2 separate regions of the Zea mays genome follow, and region 1 is linked to region 2. The links are chromatin contacts, called in public Hi-C maps. All regions are on one chromosome and are shown on one strand. The core of a region is the stretch at or near the end of the contact, and the rest is flanking DNA. Distances in the headings are between cores, read along the strand shown.

Region 1 (2,864 bases), core at 57-2,556, 290 kb before region 2:
TGTGAGACACAATTTCAGTTTGCAACAACCGTCGGACCTATATGTTGATGTTAAATTTGTGAATGTTAATATTTATGTGAGAATATTTGTGATTGTGAATACTTATTAGAATGTGTATATTTGTGATTGTGAATGTGAATGTGTATATGTGCATGAAATCTGTTTTTGTTTTGTAAATGTCAGATTTTTTAAAAAACAGAATTTTGTGTAAATTCTATAATTTGTTATGTCCGACGGCTACCACTGGGCCGTCGGACTTAAGCCTGTGGGGCCCACAGGCTGACCGGTAAAACGGTTGGGATTTATTATTTCCGACGGGCACACGTAGCCGTCGGAGATAGCTTATGTCCGACGGCAGCCGTCGGACATTGCACTATTTCCGACGAATTATCTCTGACGGCTTAAAGCCGTCGGAGATAGGGCATTACCGTCGGAGATTACCTATTTCCGACGGTTTAAACCTTATGTCCGACGGTTTTGGCGTCGGACGTTGTTCCGTTTACTGTAGTGACGACCACAAAAGAACAGACTGCACAAAGGAGTCTGAAGGAACTTCTCAAGCACCCACCAGAATGCCCGAGTCTTCGTTTGCCGCCACTTGGTGTTTGGGCCAGGTTAATAACGAAATGTGTGAAAAGAACATTTTCGGGGGAAAAAAAACCACCGTAATACGATGTGATAAATTAAACTGGTACAGGGATGAAGAAATCAGTAGCTTCCAAAAAAATAAAATAAATCATATCATCATTTAACGCGTCTACCAATACCAAGTTACGAACTACATGCTCCTGTTTCGAGGTGTGGACCGCAATGCGCAGGTGTGAGCTCAAGCGTATGGTAATTTCAACCCCCGAACTCAAAATAAAAGCTGAATTTGAACCAAGCTGTAGTGCTAGAGACGTCGTACTCGTACGTACCCTCCACCGTCGCAGGTGATCGTGCGACGTGTTCTTACTGGATATCTCGAATGCGCCCTCTCCCTCCAGCACCCGCTCCTCATGCGCCGGCGGCGGCGAGCTCCCCGTCCCCGAGGCCATCCGCAGCCCGCGCAGCGCCTCCGCCTAGCCTTGGCAGGATGCCACGAAGCCGAGGCACTGATCACTGGGCAACACAACAGCACGCGCGCAACAGGGCCGGCCATCGACCATATCAGAACGACAAGGATCTACCACGACGCTGGAAGGATCGAGATACCGGGGGGCGGCGGGCGGCCATCGCCTCACGTGGGAGTTCGCGTGCGCTCCAACGGGTTCGCCTCCGGCTCCGCGCCTCCCCTTGCAACGCCAGGCTCCGTCTGCGTGCGCGCGGGTTTTCTGCTCATTTTATGTGGTAGCCGTAGCGACCAGTGCTGCAGCGTAGGAAGCTTCCACGAAGGGCACTGTGCGCGCGGGCGCTTCGATCGTTATACTGACATGTGGGGTGGAACAGGATGGCCCACAGGCCAGTCTTAGAAAAAGAAAGCCACGGTTTCCAGTTAAGCTAACCCCGAAGCAGAAAATAAAATGCATTCCATTCCGTTATTTCCGCCTTCATATATATAGTTAAAATAAGTCTAGGCCGATTACCCCTGCAACCTGGTTCAACCCAGCGCACCGACTGAACTAGGCTGTCGGTTGCACCACCCGCGCCCACGTCTGTGCGTGCAAAAAAAGGAAATGCATGCATGAGTCAAACACGTTCCCTTGCATGCGCGTAAATTTAGGAAAGATATGTGTGGTGGTTTCTATTTTTAAATGCTTTATTTTCTCCATAAATTTAGGATCGCTGCAATAGCCATGCATCTAGACTCGTAAGGACCATTTTATGATATATACTGCTACTAAATATGCTACCCTGTGTAAATAATTATGCAATTCGGTATACTGTAAAAATCTGTTACCAGCTACATGCACACGAATTTATGATGAAAATAATGTACAATGAAAAGAAATGAATTGCACGCATAGAAACAAAAAATCGTATTTAATGTTTTATTTCTTTCATAAATATAAGATCCCTCCAACAACCATACAGCTAAACACATTAGATCTAGTTTATGATATATACTGATGTGTAGGTATTTATTTAATTCGTTACACTGCGTAAAAAATCTGGCATGTTGTTCACTGGTGGACGCATCTCCGGGTTGGAGCATAATAACCTTAAGTTTTGAGCATAAAATCCTTCAATTATAAGCGTATATACCGAGCCAATGTGAGAGGTTGATAGCTCTATTAGGTTGTTATTACGATCATATTTTAATGGCAGATCCGAAAAACATGGCAGCCACATGCATGCGGTTATACAGATCCAAAAATTATGGCAAAATGCATGCATGAGTCAAACACGTTCCCTTGCATGCGCGTAAATTTAGGAAAGATATGTGTGACACTTTTTATTTTAAATGCTTTATTTCCTCCATAAATTTAGGATCGCTGCAACAATCATGCAGCTAGACTCATAATGACCATTTTATGATATATATACTGATACTAAATATGCTACACTTTGTAGATAATTATGCAATTCGGTATACTGCGTAAAAATCTGTTACCAGCTGCATGCACACGAATTTATGATGGAAAGAATATGCAATGAAAAGAAATTAATTGCATGCATAGAAACAAAAAATCGTATTTAATGTTTTATTTTCTTCATAAATATAGGATCCCTCAAACAGACATGCAGCTAAACGCATTAGAACTAGTTTATGATGTATACTGAAACAAAGTATACTACACGATGTAGGTATTTATGTAATTCCTTACACTGCGTAAAAAAACTGGCATGTTATTCACTGGTGGACGCATCTCCGGGTGGAGCGTAAAAACCTTAAGTTTTGAGCATAAAATCTCTTAATTATAAGCGTAAATACGAGTCAATGA
Region 2 (2,700 bases), core at 55-2,554:
TTGGTTTTGGGTCAAGTAAACTCGGTCTTTGAGCACCCGTTATGCGGCAGCTCGAGGGCGAGCTGCTTGTCCAGGAGGGGTGTAGTGTCAGGGCCTAAGGAGGTCCACGGAGGGGCTACGGTAGCAGCAGCCATGGGCCCTCAAGGGGGATTAGATAAGGATAGTTAGAGATAAGATTAGAAGATTAGTTGAGATTATTTAGGAGATTAGTTGAGATTATCTAGGAAGGTTATCAGTTAGTAGTTTGTTGAGAGTTTTTAGGAGATAATGATCTCTAGGTAGATAGGGGCAGCCAACCGGCCTATTTATGTAATCAATGGATGAGAAATAAAGCAGGCAAGAATTAGAAGGGACAAACCCTCCTCTTGCTCGACCGTGGGCACAGGCCCCCGGCCGGCGTTTCTGCCCATCGATATCCCTCTCCAATCCCTCACCGATCTATCGACCATAAAGGTTTAAGAGTATTTGGCTTACACATAGACTTCAGCTTCTATAATACAATTAATTTGTGCGATTTTTCTTAATTATCCTTAATGACTAGAGACAAGAATCGGTAGATCATGTAACTAATGACATGGTGGGTAATTTTTATGCAACTTTATGAGGTGTTTTCAAAGCACCTTTAGAGAAGTTTTAAAATTTTATGAGACTGGCTGCTAATTTCAGTTTTTTTGAACTAGAGCTGGACTGTTTGGATAGAAGAAACTGAAATGGACTTCAAATTCTTAAAGTGAGAGCGCTAATTTCAGTTTTTCTAAACTTAGAGCTCGTGAAGCTGGATCTGTTTGATAGAGAAGCTGAAATAGACTACAAATTTTTGAAGTGAACTCTCACGTGAAACTTACTTCACCCGGTCGAATTTCAGGCCCATCCTCTTGCCTCCATCCTTCCCTGCACACGACAACAAGGAAAAAAGATCCATCTTTCATCAGGTATTCAGTAACCAATAAAGCAGGCCAACAGCAGCAGCAGAAAATGGTTCTTGAGGCGGTAAATAAACGAATCAATCAATCTTAACGGGGAATAGAGGGGCTAGAGAGGAAGGAGGGCAGTAGCGTAACCCAACCTGGGAGCGGGTTATAGTAGCCGAGGACCTCGAGGTGCTTGCCGTCTCGAGGGGAGCGGCTATCGGCGGCCATCACCCGGTAGAAGGGCCGATTCCGGCACCCGAACCGCGCCAGACGGATCCGTACCACCATGGCTGTAGTTTCCTCGGTTTCCTTTCCTAGGCGGTGCCGGTGCCGGTGCCTCCGCCGCCGCCTTCTTTCCCACCTTCGGCAGCGGTGCTGTGGTGTGGGCGAAAGGGTTCAAGGGAGATGGGACGATGCCAACAGAATGGACTTCAATATGGCCTGGGCCCAGGCTTCCCAGTTACTTACGGTTGGGCCGGAAAGGAAGGTACCTATAGTTCCTATGCTAACTTTGGGCCCACTCAAACGTATTCCCAGTTTCTGCCCTTTTTCTAGTTTTGTGATTCTTTTGCATTGACAAAATTTCTGTATTACGAAATCAGGACTAAATTCTGGCCAGAGATTGGGCCATGTCGCCTCCATTTCTCAACCGTTCATGGTCAGCCCGTTCAACTGTAATGAACTAGTTTTTTATTTTTCCGGAGCCTTCTCAAATCCCGGTCCAGTCCATTATCCGCCCTGCCGCACAGGATAGAGGCCATGCGATGACGCGGCTGGTGGCACGGTGGTAAAAGTTGTTCGGTTCGAATTAAAGTTAGTTGATTGGAATGCTGCAGCTATAATCTGTATAGATAAAACACTATAGGAGTATTAAAGCCGGTATAAAGCCAAACGAGCAGACTGAAAGTTGCATATAGCTCAATAGGCGGCCACGGTGAGCGACAGAGCAGAGGCACTAGTCCTGGCTTAAGCAGCTTATCCATCATTATCTTTATATTCAAACTTCATTCTACAAAGAGTGTAATTTATAGTAATAAAACAATATTTTTGATTATTATATATGTGTCCTACTAAACACGGTCTAAAGTGTTGAAATTCGGGCCACTTATGTGTAACCCGATTCAATATGGTTGTGTTTGGTTGAATGTGTAAGGATAGATGGAGGAGCAGCCACATTTTCTATGATGTTTGAATGAGGATCACGCGGAAGCGAGGTGAACACCGGAACAATTTTCGGTGGCGGCGCGGTCCAAAAAATCGAGCGGACAGTGCCGCCCCCACCCCTCTCGCGGTCCCGAAAACTGGGATGGTCGCCCTCGCCTCTCTCGAGCAGTGACAGCTGACCACCATCCAAACAAAAACTAAGATGGTTCCATTTACGTTCATCCCTTCCACCAAACAAAAAAGTGGTGGCTGTTAGTTATGACACTGCCTAATCAGAGATGACTCTGCCTCATCCTACTTTGATCTTAAATCAAACACATCCTAAGAAAGCCAAGATGGTGTGTAGAGATGTCATAGGAGTTTAATCTCATATTACTTATCTAGTTAGGAGAGAACCAACTTATATGTGAATGTATTCACTAGTCTTTTATTTATGCATGATCGCGTCGTGACGTATTCTAAACAATACTTTAATTTTTTTTTGCCTTTTGTTTATTTGGTTTTCGAATACCACATCTAGATTGCCACGTCAACCGGGAGTAATGGACGCGCATGAGATCTCCAAGCGGTTGCACATATAGAGGTTTCAGGAGACGGTTCCTGGAATTTAGCAGATCGAATCTAG

What was found. Hi-C and Micro-C count contacts between places; a contact is called where the count stands out from the background.
Region 1: a contact with region 2 is called in a Hi-C map of ear, with 2.1 times the contacts expected there. The contact joins the promoter of LOC103632953 here to the promoter of LOC100273480 in region 2. A contact is called at or near these places in 7 of 25 Hi-C or Micro-C datasets (bundle sheath, ear, endosperm and 3 more).

The regions. Positions count from the first base shown.
Region 1 is chr7:140,570,488-140,573,351 of Zm-B73-REFERENCE-NAM-5.0, reverse strand. It overlaps LOC103632953 (calcium-transporting ATPase 5, plasma membrane-type), which reads right to left and starts at 1,306. Exons shown (of 34, transcript XM_020541361.2): 1 at 918-1,306. The coding sequence starts at 1,037.
Region 2 is chr7:140,284,637-140,287,336 of Zm-B73-REFERENCE-NAM-5.0, reverse strand. It overlaps LOC100273480 (30S ribosomal protein S16-like), which reads right to left and starts at 1,304. Exons shown (of 3, transcript NM_001147917.1): 1 at 1,067-1,304; 2 at 846-891. The coding sequence starts at 1,199. It overlaps LOC109940781 (a long non-coding RNA gene), which reads right to left and starts at 839. Exons shown (of 2, transcript XR_002263482.2): 1 at 621-839.